Regions from separate parts of the Ovis aries genome. Here region 2 is linked to region 1. A link is a contact called in public Hi-C data. All regions are on one chromosome and are shown on one strand. The core of a region is the stretch at or near the end of the contact, and the rest is flanking DNA. Distances in the headings are between cores, read along the strand shown.

Region 1 (4,831 bases), core at 699-3,198:
TGCAGCCAAGAGTGACAAGTTAACCCAGTCTCTAGGCATGCATGGAATTTGTCCAGTTTCATGTTCATTTCAGTTCCCAATGGAAGCCCAATCATACTGCTATTCTTAGGTACCCATGATATTCTTATCTCTTTTTATTGTCATGTGCATCCTTAAAATAGATGGGCTTCCCATTACTTGAGATTTCCTGAGTGAGTCTGTGCTCCTAAAACATAAAAAGCTGATACAGCTCCAAAACAGATGGAGAATAAGTTTAATAGAAATAGTCCCTTTAATAAAACTTATGCATTTATTTCTTTTCTTTCTATATGCTTAACTATTGTTATGCATATATATCCAGTGGTTAAGTATACTCACATTGTTGTGCAACCAATCTCTAGAAATTTTTCTCTCCTTATTTTTTAACTCTTTTATTTTTGGACTTGCTATGTGGCTTGCGGGATCTGAGTTCCCTGACTATGGATTGAACCCAGACCACAGCAGTGAAAGCACCGAATCCTAACCACTGGACCACCAGGGAACTCCCAGAACTTTTTCATCTTGCAAAGAATTGCTTTTTAAAGAACTAGTTTTGGGGACTTCCTGATGGTTCGGTGGCTAAGACTTCATGCTCCCAGCGCAGAGGGCCCAGGTTCGACCCCTGGTCAGGGAACTAGATCCCACATGCCACAACTAAGAGTTCACATGCTACAATTAAGACCCAGCACAGCCAAGTATATAATTTCTTTTTAATAAAGAACTAATTTTTTATGAAATCTATTTTAAGGCTATCCCCTTTCCACCTGAACCACTTCCTAACTTAACCATCGAGTCTGATGCTCAGGGTCATATTGGCAATTTTGGGGTTTGTTTGTTTTTACTTCTCTTATTGGCCTCTTTATTCAGGCAATCACTCAAAAAAATACTATTACTTTTAGTACTTTCAGCAGGAATATCTCTTGATCGCTCCTCATTTCCCTCAGCTACTGCCTTAATCCAGATCTAAATTTCCCACATTCATTTTCAACATCTTCTGTGTATGATGTATTTATCTTTTCTGTTTCTAATTATGTGCTTCACATTTTTCATATTGATCTTCAAATAATAACAGTTATGAAATTCAAATAGAGTTCTAAACATTAAAGATTCTATCAACTGTTGGTAAATAGGGCAGCTGCCAAATTAGCACTGCCAATACCTTAGGACTCTAATTTGCCTGGATCCTTGACCCCTCAGATTGTAAAAGACAGGTTGAATTAGAAGAGACAATCTCTAAATTGACTCCATCCATAACATTGCCTAGACCATTTATATTTTTGCTTTAGCATCTTGATGGCATTTAGTCTATTTACAGAATATTACTTATTTAAAGAGCTTGGTCTTACAGAATTAGCATTTTATTATCAATACATTTCAAAAAGGAAGTCAAAGTGCTAAGAACAAAATTACTAGGGTGTTACAAATGCTTTCAGCTGTTATAACAGTTTGGCTTGTATCAGAATGTACCATACCTTATCAAACCTCACACTCTACTTTTTCACCCACTAACATTTTTGTTCCAACCAAGCCAAACTGTTGAAACTCTATATCCTGCTTTATTTTTTTTTCGCTGTTTGCCACTGGGTCTTTGCTTCTGTCATTTGTTCTGGTAGGCTAACCTTTGCTCCTTAGTCTCTGCCTATTACTTCTCTTACTCCAGGAAATTTATCCTGACTAGCCTACTCTATATTCATTCATTCAACTCACATTTACTGAACATTTAATATGTGCCAGGCCCTCCTTCCACTTTTCTTATCAGTTTCTCTGTGCAGCTCTTAAATTAACTAAACAAAAAGGACATTAACCTGAGGTGCTTCTAATTCTGTGGCAGCCTAAGAGTAAACAATCACAGATCTAAGCCTGGTGCCAACTCAAGGTCATGAAATTGAAACCTAAGGACAACCAATCACAAACGACCAGCAAGGCTTGAAGCTATAGCCCGCCAATGAATGCCGTACTTTGCTCCGTCTTCTGTGGACAGAGCACTCCTGACGAATTCCAGTTTGGCACTGCCTAATTGGAATCGATTTTTGTTCAAATTAACTCTTAAAAATTTTAATATGCCTCATTGTATCTTTTAAGACAATTTAAAATCATATTGCTCACATCTGCTTTGTATTTGTTAGTTCGTGTGTGTGTGTGTGTATGTGTTTTCTCAAGTTGATTTTAAGTGCCTTGAGTTAATTTTTTGACTTCTTTGCACAGTGTTGTGGCATTAAGGTTGTTGAATGGATGGATGGATGAATTAAATAATGTGAAAACTTGTTTAATTCAGAGGAATTTGAAGGAAACAACTAGACTTAAAAAATCTTAACTAGATAAAAGTCACTCTGAATGCAAACAGCTTTGAGGGTTATGTTGTAGGTGATTCGACCAAGTGACCTGTCTTTATACTGGGACTCCTCTATAAACATATGCACTACTCCATAAACATTTTTTACTGAAATCACTCAGTTCTGACCCTTACTCATTCACTGTTAACTATTTCTTCTCTAAGTGACTCAGTGACTGAGACATGTTCTGTTCAGAAAATGTTTATGTATTATTAAAAGGAATTAATATGTGTTGTGTTTAGTGTTTGCTTGTATAAGGGTACATGTTCTTTCATTGCAGGGACCCAGTATTTGAAGTAATTTCACACACATAGATTTCATAATTAATACAATTCTAAATTTATAGTGGATACTTAATACATGTTTTTGGAGTGGATGAATGAATCGCAAAAAAAAAAAAAAAAAGTTTTATCCTTTGGAAAAAAAGTCTTCTTTTCCTAAGTCTGTGTTTCTCAGTATGATACTGGACCACATATTTTAAAATCACTTGGGATTCTTGTTAAAAATAGAAATTCTTGGGATTTCCCTGGTAGTCCAGTGGCTAAGATTCTGTACTCCCAATGCATGGGGCCCGTGTTTGAGCCCTGCTCAGGGACCTAGACCCCGCATGCTGCAGTGAAGATCAAAGATCCCAGTGCAGCCAAAGAAACAAATAAATGAATAACTTTAAAAATAGAAATTCTTCAGCCACAGACCTAACAGAATCTTGTAGGGGTGAGGTTGGGTGGGTAGATGGAACGACCAGAAGTACACACTTTGAACAGGTGCCTCACATAATTCTGATGCTCCCATAAGTCTGAGCACCATTGCCCTAAGTATTGGGGTGGCCAAAAAGTTCATTTGGATTTTTCTGTTAAAGATGTTACTGAAAAACCAAAATAAACTTTTTGGTCAACCCAATAAAAGGTAGACCCATGAAGGTACCTGCTCAGTAGTCAAGAGCATAAACCTTGAAGCCAGATTGCCTGAGCTTATCACTAAACATATGTTCTATGCATACTATTTAACCTCCCTGTGTCTCAGTTTCCTCATCTACAAAATGGGAAGAACAGTATAATTATTGCTGAAAGTTATCGTGAGGGTTAATATAGGGTTAATATAGTCAATATAGGTAAAGTGCTTGGAACAGAGCCTGGCTGTATAAACACTGTTTTTATCACTTTCTAACAAAGTGGTACATTTCTGTATATAGCGTGTCTTGTTGTAAGAAGACCTAACCCTCAGAGTTTGTCCTTTCTATCCCCTCTCCTTTTCTGTTTCCGAGGAGTAGACACTTCAGGCTAGGATATTGCCTTGTGCTGTGCTGTACTTAGTCGCTCAGTCATGTCCGACTCTTTGTGACCCCAAGGACTGTGGCCTGCCAGGCTCCTCTGTCCATGGGGATTCTTCAGGCAAGAAAACTTCAGTGGGTTGCCATGCCCTCCTCCAGGGGATCTTCCCAGTTCAGGGATAGAAGCCAGGTCTCCCGCACTGCAGGCAGATTCTTGACCTTCTGAGCCACCAGGAATGTTCAAGAATACTGGAGTGGGTAGCCTATCCCTTCTCCAGAGGATCTTCTCCACCCAGGAATCAAACCAGGGTCTCCTGCATTTCAGGAGGATTCTTTACCAGCTGAGCTAGCAGGGAAGCCCGGATATCACCTTATTGCAGGGCAGACCTGCACAAAGAAAGCTTAGATCTTTTACCACGTGCTGCTGAGCCAGAGATCAGTATTCAGTCTTTTGTACAGCTTACCTGTAATTAAAATCAAATAAAAAGGGCAGAGATTCAAATGAGTCTAACATATTTTCTCACCAGAAAGTGTTTGGGTAGCTGCAAAGGGTAACAGAACAGCCTATTGTAGCCACTGCCCTACAGCCAAGTCATCTCCTATCCCAAGTCTCTGTGGAGAGCACCTTGATGGTGGGGTCTCTTCTTCCTTCCTACTCTTGTCTCAAAGACATTTGCCAGTCTCTGGTGGGTGGGAAGGCATTCCCAAGACCAAACCAGAGTTTATAACTCTCCCTCAGAGAGTACGATGAGCTTTGGCAACTGATCACTTGAGGATGAATCCTTGACAGTAGGTGTGCCTGGGAAGTTTAGGATGGTTTTTCAACAATGGGCTTTTTGTTAGCCTGTGACTTCAGACTGGATATGATTAATGAACTCTTTTATTTATTTATTTAATTTTTAATTTTTGGCCGCAAGGCACATGGGAGTCTCATTCCCCCAACCAAGGGTGGAACCCACGTACCCTGCACTGGAATCGCAGAGTCCCAACCTCTGTACTGCCAGGGAAATCCCTAGACTCAAAATTTCCTCCTATCATGTGACTTCTAGAAAGTTACTTAAAATTTCTATTTCCCCAATTTGTAAACAGGAACTTAGAATGTTAGTGCTTAGAAGAAACATCTGAGAATTGAATACAACTCATTAAATTTTTATAAAGAAGCTAACTCCACAGAGGTTGAAGGACTTACTTAAGCATATAAGTGATTGGG
Region 2 (4,831 bases), core at 1,383-3,882, 320 kb after region 1:
GCCCCATCTATAAATAACAATAATTGCTACCATGTAGCAGATGTGACAGGCAGTTTGTACACATTACCTCATTGCATCTCAAAGCTATGAGGTTATATAGGGAAACTGAAGCTTGGAGACAGGAAGTAATTGTTGTGTGTTTACCCAGTTATTAAATGGCAGAGCTGGGATTTGAATGAATCTTCCCCTGATTCCATAAGCCTGCACATTTCCCACTGTGCTAACTTGACTCTAACCAAATATTTCTTGAGTACTTAATACATGTGAGACACTGCTCCTGGGTGCCCTGGGACTTATAGAGTGTAAGATACTCCCCATTCTTCAGGAATTTATGGCCTAAATAGGGGATTAAAAACATACATGGAAAAGAAGCCACCATACAATGCAGTGTACAAGGACCATCTATGTAGAACTATTTTTTAAACAAAGGATCGGTATGGTCATGTACATTTTCCCCATCAACTTCAACAGATTTTGCTTTGGGCCTTGAGTGTGAGCAGGACCTGTGGCTCACTTCTAACCAATAGAATATGGCAAAGTTGATGGGACACACATGAGTATGTGTGATCATATGTCTATGTTACTTCAGATTTCAGCAGCCACTTTGCTACAGTCTCTTTCTGGCTTTGAGGAAGCAAGTGATCATGCTGTGAAACCCTATGTGGTGAGTAATGAACTATGGGCATCATTTAGCAGCAGGGGGTGGCCTCTGGCCAATAGCTAGCAAGATACGAAATCCTCCGTCCTACCAGGAAATGAATTCTGTCAATAACTGTCCCCAGTGGAGCCATGAATGAGGTCACGGCCTGGAGGATACCTTGACTGCAGCCTTGTGAGCCTCTAAGCTGAGGTGTCACCCACCCATTCCTGGACTCCTGTGTTAGTCATTCAGTCATGGCCAACTCTGTGTGACTTCATGGGCTGTAGACCCCTAGATTCCTCTGCCCATGGAATTCTCCAGGCAAGAATATTGGAGTGAGTAACCACTCTCTTCTCCAGGGGATCTTCCCAACCCAGGAATAGAACCCAGGTTTCCTGCATTGCAAATGGATTCTTTACTGTCTGAGCTACCAGGACTCCTGACCCACAGAAATAGTGAGGTAACAAAATGTATGTTATTTTAAGCCCCTAAGTTGGTGTTTGGAGAAGGCAGCGGCACCCCACTCCAGTACTCTTGCCTGGAAAAACCCATGGACGGAGGAACCTGTTAGGCTGCAATCCATGGGGTCGCTAGGAGTCGGACACGACTGAGCAACTTCATTTTCACTTGTCACTTTCATGCATTGGAGAAGGAAATGGCAACCCACTCCAGTGTTCTTGCCTGGAGAATCCCAGGGATGGGGGAGCCTGGTGGGCTGCCGTCTCTGGGGTCACACAGAGTCAGACACGACTGAGGTGACTTAGAAGCAGCAGTAGCAAGTTGGTGTTAATGTTGTTGCTCTGCAATTGATAACTAGTACAATTATCTTTTAGAAGTTTTATAATTTTAACTCTTAGGTTTAGGTCTTCAATCTATTTGCAGTTAATTTTTATAGATGGTGCGAGGTAAGGATCTTTCTCTTTTTTCTTTCAATTTCTTTTTTTCATATGGCTAATCCAACTATTCTATCATCAATTGTTAAAAATACTATCCTCTGCCCACTGAATTGCCCTGGGATCTCTGTCAAAGGACACCTGACTGTACATATGAGAATCTATTTCTGAACTTTCTGTTCAGTTGTTCTAGTTACCTTTACACCAATGTACTCTGTCTTAATTCCTGTAGTTATATATTTTTTAAATTCCAGTATTTGTATAAATAATTCTTAAACTCCTTCAACTCTGTCTTTCAAAGACTTTTGGCTATTCTAAGTGCTTTGCGTTTCCATGTAAACTTTAGAAAGTAGGTTCATCACGATACAAGAGCACCTCCTTTTCTTGCCCTGTTGCCCCACAAGTACCACAGCCTCTGCCTTGAGCTTCCTCAGCCCTAAATTACTTACCTATGTCCCACGATTTCAGGGGACACTTATCAAGCTCTTTGAGAGATTTCCTGGACGTTCCTCTTCTTAGGGTCGTAAGAAGGTGCCATTACCTTCGGAAGATAGTAGCCATTCTTGCCAAGAAACCCTTTCCACCAGCCCACTCAGTGGAGCTCCAGGTGGAGAATCACCGGACTGCTTTATGTCTCCAGTGTGGGTTGTATTCCTGCCCTGCTGTGTTGAACATCTTCATCCTGGTCTGTCCCAAAACTTGATTGGTGTGCCAGACAGTTATCATATCTTTGCATCTTACTCAAACCCCCAATTTAACATTTTGTTATACATTTTAGATAAATTATAAAACATTTAAATAATTTCATCTGGCATTTTTTGTTTTATAGGCAGAGAGTCGTCCAGGGAATCAAGTGTGCAATACTGCCAGAGACAGGAAAGTGAAAGCGTTAGTTGCTCAATCGTGTCCGACTCTTTGTGACCCCAGGGACTGCAGGCCGCCAGGCTCCACTGTCCGTGGAATTCTTACTTGGAGAGGTAGGAGAAATAGAGGAGGACTTTGCCTTCTGAATATATTGGAAGGAAGAGAAATAAGTGCTCAGAACCCAATAAACCTGAATTTTTCCAAGTTCTTTTCAACCCTTAAAGGTAGCTCTTGTTAGGGCTAAGCCCCAGCTCCCAGCTGGGCAGTGTTATGCAGCAGCATTTAAATGAGAGATGAGCAGTCCTAACCACATGCTGGTTCTGAGGCAGTTTCATACAAAATGACTACATAAATCCAGGTGAGTGCTTGTTAAACACACAGTTACACACCCACAGAGCTGGGCTGAACACACGTAGGCAGGAAGAAGCACAACAGGCATGGTTTCTTAGGATTAATAACACGGCTATCAAAGAAACAGAGGATCTCCCCTCTTGTCATTTTTAAGTTTTCTTAAAAAACCAATTGGTCTTTTCTTAAAAGACCAATATTTATGCTGAAATGTCTTCACAGATTGGGGCACATTTTTATTAAAACAAATTAATACACCACAGATGTAGTACATATACGTATGTACCCTGATTTGGGCCAGTATTATGTTCTATAAGCATGTAGCACAGATCCAAGGAAAAAATTCTGAACTAGTAATTTACTTGAGTTTTTAAAACTTGCTGATGGGGGAAATAATGAAAATAGTAGCAACAGAAATGTAGATAGTAAAGGTAGCATTTGGTCAGTGGAGGAAAAAAATGCATTAGTCAGTAGATGGGCTTGAGACAATTGGCAGTCATTTGGAAGAATGTAGTATCCCTAACCTCACTCTTCATTACCAATAAAGATTTCCAGTAAAGTTTTATATATGAGTAAAATCATAAACCAACCAGCAAAGCTTAAGATGCCAGAAGGAAACATGTATGTAAGTATGTGTGTGTCTTTTTGCATGAACACATACATATAATCATGATCAAAATTTTGCAGCACCCAAGAATGTTAGGTGAAAAATAAACATCTCCTTTCTGACCTAAACCCCATGTTCTATTTCTCAGGAGAAACCAATCTGTCAGTTTCTTGTGTAAATATTCTGTATATGTTTAGGCAGACGTATTCGGGCTTCCCTGAGGGCTCAGCGGTAAAGACTCTGCCTGCAATGCAGGAGACACAGGAGATGTGGGTTTCATCCCTGGGTCGGGAAGATCCCCTAGAGGAGAAAATGGCAACCCACTTCTGCATTCTTGCCTGAAATATCCCATGGACAGAGGAGCCTGGTGGACTGCAGTCTAAAAGGATCTCAAAGAGTCAGACATGGCTGAGCGCATACATGTATACCTTTTATTAAAAGACATTCATATTAGACAAAAAGAATCCTATCCACTTTTTCACATTATATCTTGAACTTCTATTTAGTACATATTGTTCTACTTATTCATTATTAATGACTGCCTAATATTCCCTTGACTAGATGCACCATAACTTATTTAAGTCCTTTCCTAAATTGCTTTTTTCTCATAGCAAAATGTTTTCAAGGTCTCTCCATATCTCCTACATTAATCTAATTCACTTCCCTCCTGTTGCATAGTTTTCCACAGCAGGAATATGACACAGTTTACCCACTGACAGGTTGCTTCCAATTTTTCTCTGTAACAAACAATAGAATTTCTAGTCCATGTCCTCGTGTGAGAGTTTCTCGAGGGCAGCAGTCCTCGTATTTTCAAAAGATCACACTGGCTGTTGTGCTAAGAACAGACTTGGGTCTAAAAGCAGGGAGACTGGTTGGGAGGCCACTGTGATAGTCCAGATGAGTGGTTAAGTGGCTTAGTGCCACCAAGAATGGTGAATGGTGGTGACAAGTGTTTGGAATGAGGTACACTTTGGAGGTAAAGGTAACATGACCTGCTGATGTTCAGACATAGAATATGAGAGGAAAAGAAAAGTCAACTAAACAACTAAGAGATTAAAGGTATCATTCACTAAGATACTGATCACTGGGGGATGAGCAGCTTTAGGGAGAAGATCAGTATTACAAAATCTGTTTCGGAAATATTAAGGTGGTCCATCAGACTTCCCAGTGGAGATGTCAAGAAGTTGGAGTTCAGGTAAAAGCTCGGCACCAGAGATACTGACTCGTGAGTCGTCAGTGTGTGGATGCAATTCATAAGGATGATATCTAAAACCAAGATAGCAAGACAGAGTGAGTGCAGACAGAGAGGAGGTTCGTGGCTCTTCTTAGAGCTTTCCAGTATTAGAAACTGGAAAGAGGAACAAGATCTAGAGAAGGATACATGAAGGAACAGTCATCAAGACGGGAGGCGACCTGGTTTCCAGTTCGATAAATGCTGCTAGTAATGATCCAGTAATATCAAGACTTGACAATTGCCTA

What was found. A called contact is a pair of places that touch in the nucleus more often than the background predicts.
Region 2: a Hi-C map of liver shows a contact between it and region 1, with 5 times the contacts expected there. The contact joins two enhancer-like sites. A contact is called at or near these places in 7 of 16 Hi-C or Micro-C datasets (liver, mesenteric adipose tissue, muscle and 3 more).

What each region holds. Positions count from the first base shown.
Region 1 is chr8:26,710,088-26,714,918 of ARS-UI_Ramb_v3.0, forward strand. No RefSeq gene overlaps it. Among named protein-coding and RNA genes, the nearest start is that of GTF3C6, 17 kb to the left of the region's middle. Within about 2 kb of position 1,949, at least 4 of the 54 cell types and tissues checked have an H3K27ac peak or open chromatin away from gene starts, as enhancers often do. A contact at or near this core is called in liver, where this site is marked.
Region 2 is chr8:27,025,534-27,030,364 of ARS-UI_Ramb_v3.0, forward strand. No RefSeq gene overlaps it. Among named protein-coding and RNA genes, the nearest start is that of SLC22A16, 31 kb to the right of the region's middle. Within about 2 kb of position 2,633, at least 3 of the 54 cell types and tissues checked have an H3K27ac peak or open chromatin away from gene starts, as enhancers often do. A contact at or near this core is called in liver, where this site is marked.